Regions from separate parts of the Canis lupus genome. Here all the other regions are linked to region 3. The links are chromatin contacts, called in public Hi-C maps. All regions are on one chromosome and are shown on one strand. The core of a region is the stretch at or near the end of the contact, and the rest is flanking DNA. Distances in the headings are between cores, read along the strand shown. Region 1 has its middle 57 kb from the start of CCNL1. Region 2 holds the start of CCNL1 (cyclin-L1). Region 3 holds the start of TIPARP (protein mono-ADP-ribosyltransferase TIPARP).

Region 1 (2,970 bases), core at 368-2,867, 340 kb after region 3:
GCAGCTTTCAGGGCAGGTTGCGTCTCCACTACTCTGAATCCCAACTTCCCTTTGCAGAAGGTAAAGAGTATTCCTTCCCGTCCCTGGAGACCTTAGTCATGGATGAAGCTCATTTACAAGCACCCCTCGCCCGCTTCAGCCGCGCACATCCCCACCCTTTATCCCCATGATGACCTTGGAAGTGACCAAGAGTTCCCAGGTAACCTCTCTGCCTCCGTGAAAGGTCTGCTTTTGCTTGTTTCGCAGGTCTCCGTAAATCTCAAAAAGAAAACTAAAGGGTCGCCTAAGCAAACCCCCGAGACAGTGCCTCTCCACGACCTCCCTGTCATTTTAGGGGTCATTTCACGCCTGGTTTAACTTTCTGCAATCATTTTTAGTATCTCCTTTTGCAGACTTCTTGGGGCCTGGGAGGGAAATGGAGTGAAGCTGAAGGAAACCAAAGGTGAGTCCCGCGGGGTGGGCGGATGGATGCCAGCAGGGAGGCTCCGGGGCTGCGGCCCACGCCCCCTCCCACCCCAGCCCCCTGGAGGCCAGCGCTCCTCACCGCGCACCCCGCACCCCGCACCCCGCAGGGGCACGACGTGCAGCCGAGCGAGGTCAGGGAAGTCGGGCGGGCTCCCCGCGCTCCCCCAGCACCTCCACCCCTGCAGGCGGCGCCCGGGGCGCCCACCCCCCACATCCGCTCCCGAGCTCCTCTGCACAGCAGGGCGCTCCCGGGGCCCCCGACCGCGCCGGGAACCGCTTTCCCGGGGGCCTAGGGCGAGCCCCGGCCTTTGCTAACGAGGGCGTGGCTCCCCGGGGGCTCGTTCCCGGCAGGCGCACCGGGTCCCTGCGGGGACGGGGACGCGGACTTCCCGCCGCGGGGCAGGCGCTCGCTGCAGCTCCCTGCACCGCCCCTCCCGCCCCGCGGCCGCGCATGCGTGGAGGGGCCGCGCCGGCTCCGGGCTCCCGGGCTCCAGCCGCCGGGGCCGCGCATGCGTGGGGAGGGCCGCGCCGGCTCCTAGGCTCTCGGGCTCCCGTCGCGGGGACCGCGCATGCGTGGGGAGGGCCGCGCCGGCTCTCGGCTCCCGGGCTGCCAGGCTCCTGGGCTCCGGCCGTCGGGGCCGCGCATGCGTGAAGAGGGCCATGCTGGCTCCTGGCTCCCAGGCTCCGGCCGCGGGGGCCGCGCATGCGTGAGGAAGGCCCGTCGGCTCCGGGCTCTCGAGCTCCGGCCGTCGGGGCTGCGCATGCGTGGAGAGGGCCTCGCGGGCTCCCGGGCTCTCGGACTCTGGTGGTGGGGGGCCGCGCATGCGTGGAGAGGGCCCGCCGGCTCCGGGCTCGGCTCCGGGCTCCCGCCGTCGGGGCTGCGCATGCGTCGGTGGTGGGGCCGGGGCTGCCCCGCGGAGCCCCGAGCGCCCGGGGTCAGGCTCTCCCCCGTTGCCAGGCTGCTCGGCGGGGAAGCCGCATCGTCGGAAGCGAGCCAGAGGGTGCTGAAGGCACAGGCTCCCTCCAGGGCATCTGCGAGGAGGCGGATGCAGAGGGCGGTGGGCGCCGGCCCAGGCTGCAGTTTCTGAATCCCTGCAGCTGGGGCCAGATCCAGCCCGTAGGGCGAGGCTTGCACGCCCCTTCCGTGAGCATCCATCAGGCTGCAGGCTGCTGCGGGCCAGGCGCGTGCATGGCACGGAAGATAAGCAGGGACACATCAGAGGCCGTGCCCTCTGCATGGGCGTCGACCAGTCACAGCTGGGCTCGACCTCGGCAGGCCTGCACTACTAGCCAGGTGGCCCGGTGTAGCTAAGCTCTGGGAGCCGTGGGTTCCTGGTCTGCAAAAAGGAGATGAAATAGAACCTACCTGCCGGGTCGCAGGGTGTAAGTGACATGAGGTGCACACTGCTCAGCGTGGTCACTGCAGTGCAAGGCACCCCCATGTGCACGCAGGATTTGGGGACTAGAAGCGGTGGGTACAGAGGTGTCCCCGGGACAGTCACAATACTCATTTCCAGACCAAAGTGACGCAGAACGAGAGGGAAGGTACTTTCCCCCTAAGCCCTGGGTGGCACTTAGGGAGACTCACCCAGGGCTACGTGACCTGGCACACAGAGGCGAGAGGAAACTGTCTATGTTTCCACCAGCTGCTGGCCGCCACCCTCTGTCTCCCTCCTTTCCCAGCTCTCGCTGTGACTCATGGCGGCTGCAGAGATAGGTGAGGACCTCTCAGCAGAGTGAAATGCGTTCTCCGAGGAGGTTTGATTTAGGTTTGAAGTCCTGCTCATCGCAGGCAGCTCTCCTCTCTTCCTAGGCAGGGCAGGCAGAGGAGCAATCCCTCCCAGCGACCAGAAGGAATGGGGGTGAAGCCCCTACGGCGTCAGACTGGAGCGGTCTGGACTCTGGATCATCAGAGCTGAAGACCGTCCAGGCCCGTGCCCTGGTGTAAACGGAGGAGCTTGGAAAAACATGTAAAAGGTCAAATGACCTCAAGCTTTAGACTCAGCTCAGCCCTGACTCTGTGTTCATTCACCCCCTCCTGCACACTGCTCCAGAGGCTCCGTTTCAGGAAGCAGGGAGAAGGAAATGGAAAATCGGAACCCAGAAGAGTTCCCAGGTTCGTGCAGCTCCACGGATAGCGGTAGCACTCGCTGTGATAGTGACTGGAGGACGAGGAATGGCTCTGAGTGGAGGATGGCATGTTTTGAACGCATTTTTCATGTGCAGGAGACTTCCAGGGGTGACCTCCAGGTGCCAAGCCTGCCAGAGAGAGGCTGCGCGAAGCACCCCCGGGAAATAGTCAACATAGAGGTGGGCCCTGAAGCTGGGGCTGCACTGAGTGGGAAGGTGATGGGATGGAGGAGAGCTGAACCTGATGGGTACCGGGTCCTGAGGCCCAAATAGGGGTCCTGAGGAGAGCGCAGAAAAGTGAAAAAACTAGGGGGAAAATGGCAGCAAGCAGTCCAAGTGAGGAGGTTTTTCTGGGGTGAGGAAGTGACCAGGAGC
Region 2 (2,800 bases), core at 176-2,675, 400 kb after region 3:
TTGTCCATAAATGCAACTGCCTCTACAAACTTTAGATAGCTGGTTAATTGTGGCTGGTTTCCAATGGGTTTGGGTTTTTATCAGTGAGCTCCTACGTGCATCTCAACACCTGAATTACGGCCGGGTTTATCCTTTGCCACCAGTTTCGAAGAGAAAAGGGAAATGCTTTGGTTGGATGGTTGGTGCACGAGACGGTAGCGGCAAGCAACACTGCGCTCAGTAACGCCCATCTTACCTTTTTCCTCTCAACTGGCGGAGGTGGTGGAACACGTTGATCACATCTCTTATTCTTCTGGGGGCTTCTTCGATTTTCGACGCAAGGTTAATACAGGCCATGGCGACGATCTGCAAGAGCCCACAAGCGAATGCGACGTGGTTACACCCGGGGGGGGGGGGGGACACGATCGAGGAAGCAAAATCGGGGAGAAAGGGCTCCCCCCATCCCATCCCATCCCATCCCCCCCCACCCCTGCCGGCAAGTTTCACCGACTTGTTCTGATTTGCAGATTTCAGGACGCAGCTGGGATTTGGGGTGAAACAGAAGCGTGATGGGCATTCCTAGGCCGCAAGCTCACCAGCAGGCTACTGATGCGTCTTTTTTTTTTTTTTTTTTTAATTTTTTTTTTTTTTTAAATTTTTTATTGCTTAACGGGCCAGCTCGGCCTTCCGGCGGGAGCCGCACGACCGGGTCGGGGAGGCTCCGGGGCGGAGCGGAGCGCGCTCCGGGCACGTCCCCCGCGCGGTACAAAGGCCTCGGCTAACCACTCCCTCCCTGGAAGCGCCGCCGCGGCCGCCCCCTCCCCCCTCCCCCCTCCCTCCCCGCCCCTCCCCTCCCCGGCCCGCTTCCGGGTGGAGAAATCCCCGCGCCCGCGCCCCCGCCCCCGCCCCCGCGGGCTCACCTCGAAACTGTGCTTGACGAAGGACTTGGAGTAGAAGAAGCGGTGGAACAGCACCTGCCCCGTCGCCATCGCCACCTGCAGACCGAGAGGAGAAGCAAGCGCAGGGGTCAGGCGGGCCGAGCGCCGCCGCCGCCGCCGCCGCCGCCGCCGCCGCCGCCATCTTGGGCCGCCGCGCGCCCCTCCCCCCGGCCCGCCGCCCCGACCTGCGGCAGGCGGAGGAGGATGCCGGCCGCCTGGATGAGCTCGCAGCCCAGGATGCGCAGGTCCGTCTCGCTGGGCAGGTCCAGCCCGTCCTGCATGGACGGCGTCGGCGACAGCCGCTCCTCCGGGATCAGCGAGTGGTCGATGGTGAGCGACACCTCCGAGTACAGGCGGTCGCCGATCAGGATCCCGCCCGCCGCGGGCGTCGTCGCGGCCGCCGTCCCCGAGCTGGGGCCGCCCGCGCTCGGGGCGGCGGACGCGGCGGCGGCGGCGGCGGCCGCGGCGGCGGCGGCGGCGGCGGCGGTCGGGTGAGGCCCGGACGCCATGGTGTGGGCGAGCTGCACGCACGCCCGACGCAGCCGGAACCCGGGCGAGACTAACCAGCGTCCTCGGCGCGCCCGACGTGCCCGCGACCGCCCCGGGGCCGCCTCACGCCGCGTGCGCTTCCGCCCTGACGTCACCGCGCCGGCGCGCGCCAGCTAGTCCCTGCGGGGCGGGGCGGGGGCGGGGCGGCGGGCGCTGCGGGGCCTCGAGCTCTGCGGGGGGGGGGACTCGGGGGGCCTCGAGCTCTGTGGCGCGTCGGGCTCTGCGGGGGCGTGGGGCGCTGCGGGGGGCGTTGTGGGGCGTCGGGCTCTGCGGGGAGCGCTGCGGGGCCTTGATCTCTGCTGGCATCGGGCTCTGCGGGGGGGGGGGGGCGCTGCGGGGAGTCGGGCTCTGCGGGGCGTCGGGCACTGCGGGGCGTCGGGCACTGCGGGGCGTCGGGCTGTGCGGACGTCGGGCTCTGCGGGGCCTCGAGCTATGCGGGGCGTCGGGCTCTGCGGGGAGTCGGGCTCTGCGGGGCGTCGGGCACTGCGGAGGGCGCTGTGAGGTGTCGGGCTCTGCGGGGCCTCGAGCTATGCGGGGCGTCGGGCCCTGCGGGCGTCGGGCGCTGCGGGCGTCGGGCGCTGCGGGGGAGCACTGCGGGGCCTCGAGCTCTGCGGGCGGTGGGCGCAGCGGGGTGTCGGGCACTGCGGGGGACGTTGCGGGGCGTCGGGTTCTGCGGGCGTTGGGCGCTGCGGGGGACGCTGCAGGGCCTTGAGCTATGCGGGCGTCGGGCTCTCCAGGGCCTCGAGCTCTGCGGGGCGTCGGGCTCTGCGGACGTCGGGCGCTGCGGGGAGGGCGCTGCGGGACCTTGAGCTCTGCGGGCCTCGGGTTCTGCGGTGCCTCCAGCTCTGCGGGCGTCGGGCTCTGCGGGGGGCGCTGCGGGGCGTCGGGCTCTGCGGGCGTTGGGCGCTGCAGGACCTTGAGCTCTGCGGGCCTCGGGCTCTGCGGGGCCTCGAGCTCTGCGGGAGGTGGGCGCAGCGGGGCGTCGGGCACTGCGGAGGGCGCTGCGGGGCGTCGGGCTCTGCGGGGCCTCGAGCTATGCGGGGCGTCGGGCCCTGCGGGCGTCGGGCGCTGCGGGGGGGGGGGCACTGCGGGGCCTCGAGCTCTGCGGGCGGTGGGCGCAGCGGGGCGTCGGGCACTGCGGGGGGGGGGCGTTGCGGGGCGTCGGGTTCTGCGGGCGTTGGGCGCTGCGGGGGACGCTGCAGGACCTTGAGCTCTGCGGGGCGTCGGGCTCTGCGGACGTCGGGCGCTGCGGGGGTGGGGGGGGGGGGCGCTGCGGGACCTTGAGCTCTGCGGGCCTCGGGTTCTGCGGTGCCTCCAGCTCTGCGGGCATCGGG
Region 3 (2,840 bases), core at 106-2,605:
AAAATCTTAAAAAAAAAAAAAAAAGCAAACAAAAAGGAAACGTGCTTCTAGGTAACTCCGTGTATGAGCAGGCGCAGACCAAGACGCTGCCTTAACACAGTTTTTAAGCCTGAAAATTCAATGTTTACCTAGGAGCGTCCGAATCCTGTCGGTGTCATTCGTAGCTTCGCTGAACCCCCTGGACTTGATGCCGCGTGGAGCGCGCCTGCTGGGGGAGGCGCCGCCCTTAATCCACTTCTTGTTGGCGTCGTGTGGTTTAGAAGCGCGTGAGAAGATTGGAGACCCGTTATCTCCAGTCCTACTGCCGCTTAGCTCTTTATATAGGCGTTCCGGTGTGTGTTTGTGTTTTTTTGTTGTTGTTGTTTTCTTTTTGTTTTTTGTTTTGTTTTGTTTGTTCTTTTTTTTAAGGATAATAGTTGTCTTTTTCAACCCACGAAGCCTCCGAGCTGTGGGACTCAGTCAGACTTGAGGCCGCGCGGGCGGGGAGCAGCTCTTGGCAAGCTGCGTGCGCGTCTCTGTCCACGACCAACCGCCATCCAGGGCCCTTGTCCCCCGACACAGCGGGATCCACGAGCTGCACGCAGGGCTGTCCCCGCACCACCGGAAGCCATCCGAGGACTCACCGCCCAAGACCTTCGTCGGCCCAGAAACTACGGCAAACTCGCGCCGGGTGCGCGCTGGAAGGGGGAGTCCGTGGCGCTGCGCGGGGCGGCGGCTGCCGGGGCGTCGCCGGGTCCCCGCCGCGTGCCGGGCCTTCCCTCGCGGCCCGTCAGGCAGGGGGCGGGCGACCCCGTCTGGCCGCGGCGACCGTAGCAGCCGTCCGGCTCCCGTCGGGGTCCCGCGGCGCCGAGGCCGGGAAGGCCGGCCGCACGGAAACGCCTCGTGCCGTCCCGCATCCCGTCCCGGAGCCCCTCAGTCAGTCAGGCGGCGCCCGCCCCACGCGGCGCACACCGCCGCTCCTCACGGCCGCGCGACCGCCACCCCCACCCCCACCCCCACCCCCACCCCCACCCCCGCACAGCGCGCGTGCGCGCGCGGGAGGACACGCCCCCTCGCGGGAGCACGCGGCCGCCGCACGCACGCACGCTCCGCGCGCCTCCCCACGCCGGGAGCGAGCGCGCACGCGCACGCGCACGCGCACGCGCACGCGGGGCGGGCCCCCCTCGCTCCGCACGCCCCGCCCTCCCCGGCGGCGCCCACTGAGCGCCCGGCCCTCTCACCCCGCCCCTCTCCCCCGCGGCCCAGGCTCCGCCTCCGCGACGGGGCAGCCGAGAGGAGGCGACCGGAAGCCACTTTAAAGCGGAGCTCGGGGTGACAGGCGAGCGAGCCGGAGCGGGCAGTGCGGCCGCTGCTCTCTGCGCTCCCGGCGGCGGAATGGCCCGCGCGCTGCCCGCCGCGGCCCCGGCCTGACCGTCGGACGCCCGAGCCCGCTCTCCGCGCGGACGCTGCCGGCGCCCCGGCTCCGCGGTCCGCGCTCTCCGGCGGCGCCATCAGGTGAGGGCGGCGGGCGGCGGGGGGGGCGGCAGACCCGGCGGGGATGGCGGGCGGGGGCGCCGGCCTCGCGGCGTCCGTGCCCCCGCGGGCTCCCTCGGACCCGCCAGCCCGGGACGGGGCGGCCTGCACCCCCGGAGCCCTCGCGGCCGCGGGCAGGTGTAGGATCGGGAGGCGGCGGCGGCGGCGGGCCGGCACCCCGCGGGCGGACCCCGACCGACCCCGCGCGCTCGGCGGCGCCGCAGCCCACAACTTTGCGGGCGGTTCTCACGTCAACTTCGCGGGCGCACGAGCGCGCGCCGGCCTCGCCCCCCGCCCCCGCCCCCGCCCCGCGGCGCCGGCCGCCCGGTGCCCGCGAGCGTCCGAGCCCCGCGGGACGAGCCCCTGGGCAAGGTCGGTCGGGAGGCGGGGACGGCCGAGCTGCAGAGGCGGCCCGAGCGGCTTCCGCGGAGGAGGGGCCCCGACGGGGTCGGGACGGCGCGCGGGATGCTCGGGGACGCGGGGTCGGCCGGGCCGGGCGGCGCCTCCTCCGCGCTGCGCGGGGCTGCGGGCGGCCCGGGGGGCGGGGCTGCGGGGCCCGCGGCGGCCGGCAGGAGGCGTCCCTCGGACCCGGGCTCGGCGGCGGGGGGCGGCGGGGCTGCGGAGTCCGCGCCGGGCGGTCTCGGGGCGCGGGGGCCGGGGGAGCCCGGGGGTCACCACGCGGGGTCTGCGGGAGCGCGGAGTTCGCAGCGGGCGGTTGCGGGGCGGGGGGCGGCGGGAGCGGTAGGTCGCCGGCTGCGGGGGGGCCCCAGCCCGGAGGAAGTGTCCCTCCAATCTTTATTTTTCTGTTATGCAAACTAATTGAGGAACAAGTCCTAGTGACTTCCCCACCGCAGCCACTCCTTAGCGCTCTGCCTCCTCCTCGGTCTTATTTCCGAGCGGGTCGGAGGGCAATAACAGGAAAAGAGCGTGCGTGCGCGTCCACTGCCGTGTAAATGAGACGGGTGCAGCGTCTCTTCCCGTGATCGGAGGGGGCCGGGGTGCGTGTGAGTGAGTGTGAGTGTGTGCACGCACGCACGCGAGGGGAGGCACGGGCGGGCTCGGCGTGGTGGAGAGGGAATACCACAGTCCGTGCCAATTGTGCCTGGAGGCAAGAGCACCGAGCGATGAATAATAACGCCTGGCTTGGCCGCCTTCCAGCCGATGTATGTCTTCTGTCAAGTTCCTCCTCCGTGAAGCTTTCCCCACGGTGCCAGCTCGCACTGGACTCTTGCTGCCTCTTCTTTTGTACCCACCGTGTGCGCTAGCACCTGGCCCCGTGCCGTTGAGCTTTGAAAGACGGCTGTGAGCTTTCCGCGGCCGCCCGCCTG

What was found. A called contact is a pair of places that touch in the nucleus more often than the background predicts.
Region 1: a contact with region 3 is called in a Hi-C map of blood, with 3 times the contacts expected there. The contact joins the enhancer-like site here to the promoter of TIPARP in region 3. A contact is called at or near these places in 2 of 9 Hi-C or Micro-C datasets (amygdala and blood).
Region 2: a Hi-C map of blood shows a contact between it and region 3, with 5 times the contacts expected there. The contact joins the promoter of CCNL1 here to the promoter of TIPARP in region 3. A contact is called at or near these places in 2 of 9 Hi-C or Micro-C datasets (both in blood).

Annotation. Positions count from the first base shown.
Region 1 is chr23:51,148,399-51,151,368 of UU_Cfam_GSD_1.0, forward strand. No RefSeq gene overlaps it. Among named protein-coding and RNA genes, the nearest start is that of CCNL1, 57 kb to the right of the region's middle. Within about 2 kb of position 1,618, at least 5 of the 20 cell types and tissues checked have an H3K27ac peak or open chromatin away from gene starts, as enhancers often do. A contact at or near this core is called in blood, where this site is marked.
Region 2 is chr23:51,205,494-51,208,293 of UU_Cfam_GSD_1.0, forward strand. CCNL1 (cyclin-L1) reads right to left here and starts at 1,426. Exons shown (of 11, transcript XM_038571297.1): 1 at 1,103-1,426; 2 at 900-974; 3 at 236-345. The coding sequence starts at 1,426.
Region 3 is chr23:50,804,206-50,807,045 of UU_Cfam_GSD_1.0, forward strand. It overlaps TIPARP (protein mono-ADP-ribosyltransferase TIPARP), which reads left to right and starts at 1,356. Exons shown (of 6, transcript XM_038571279.1): 1 at 1,356-1,494.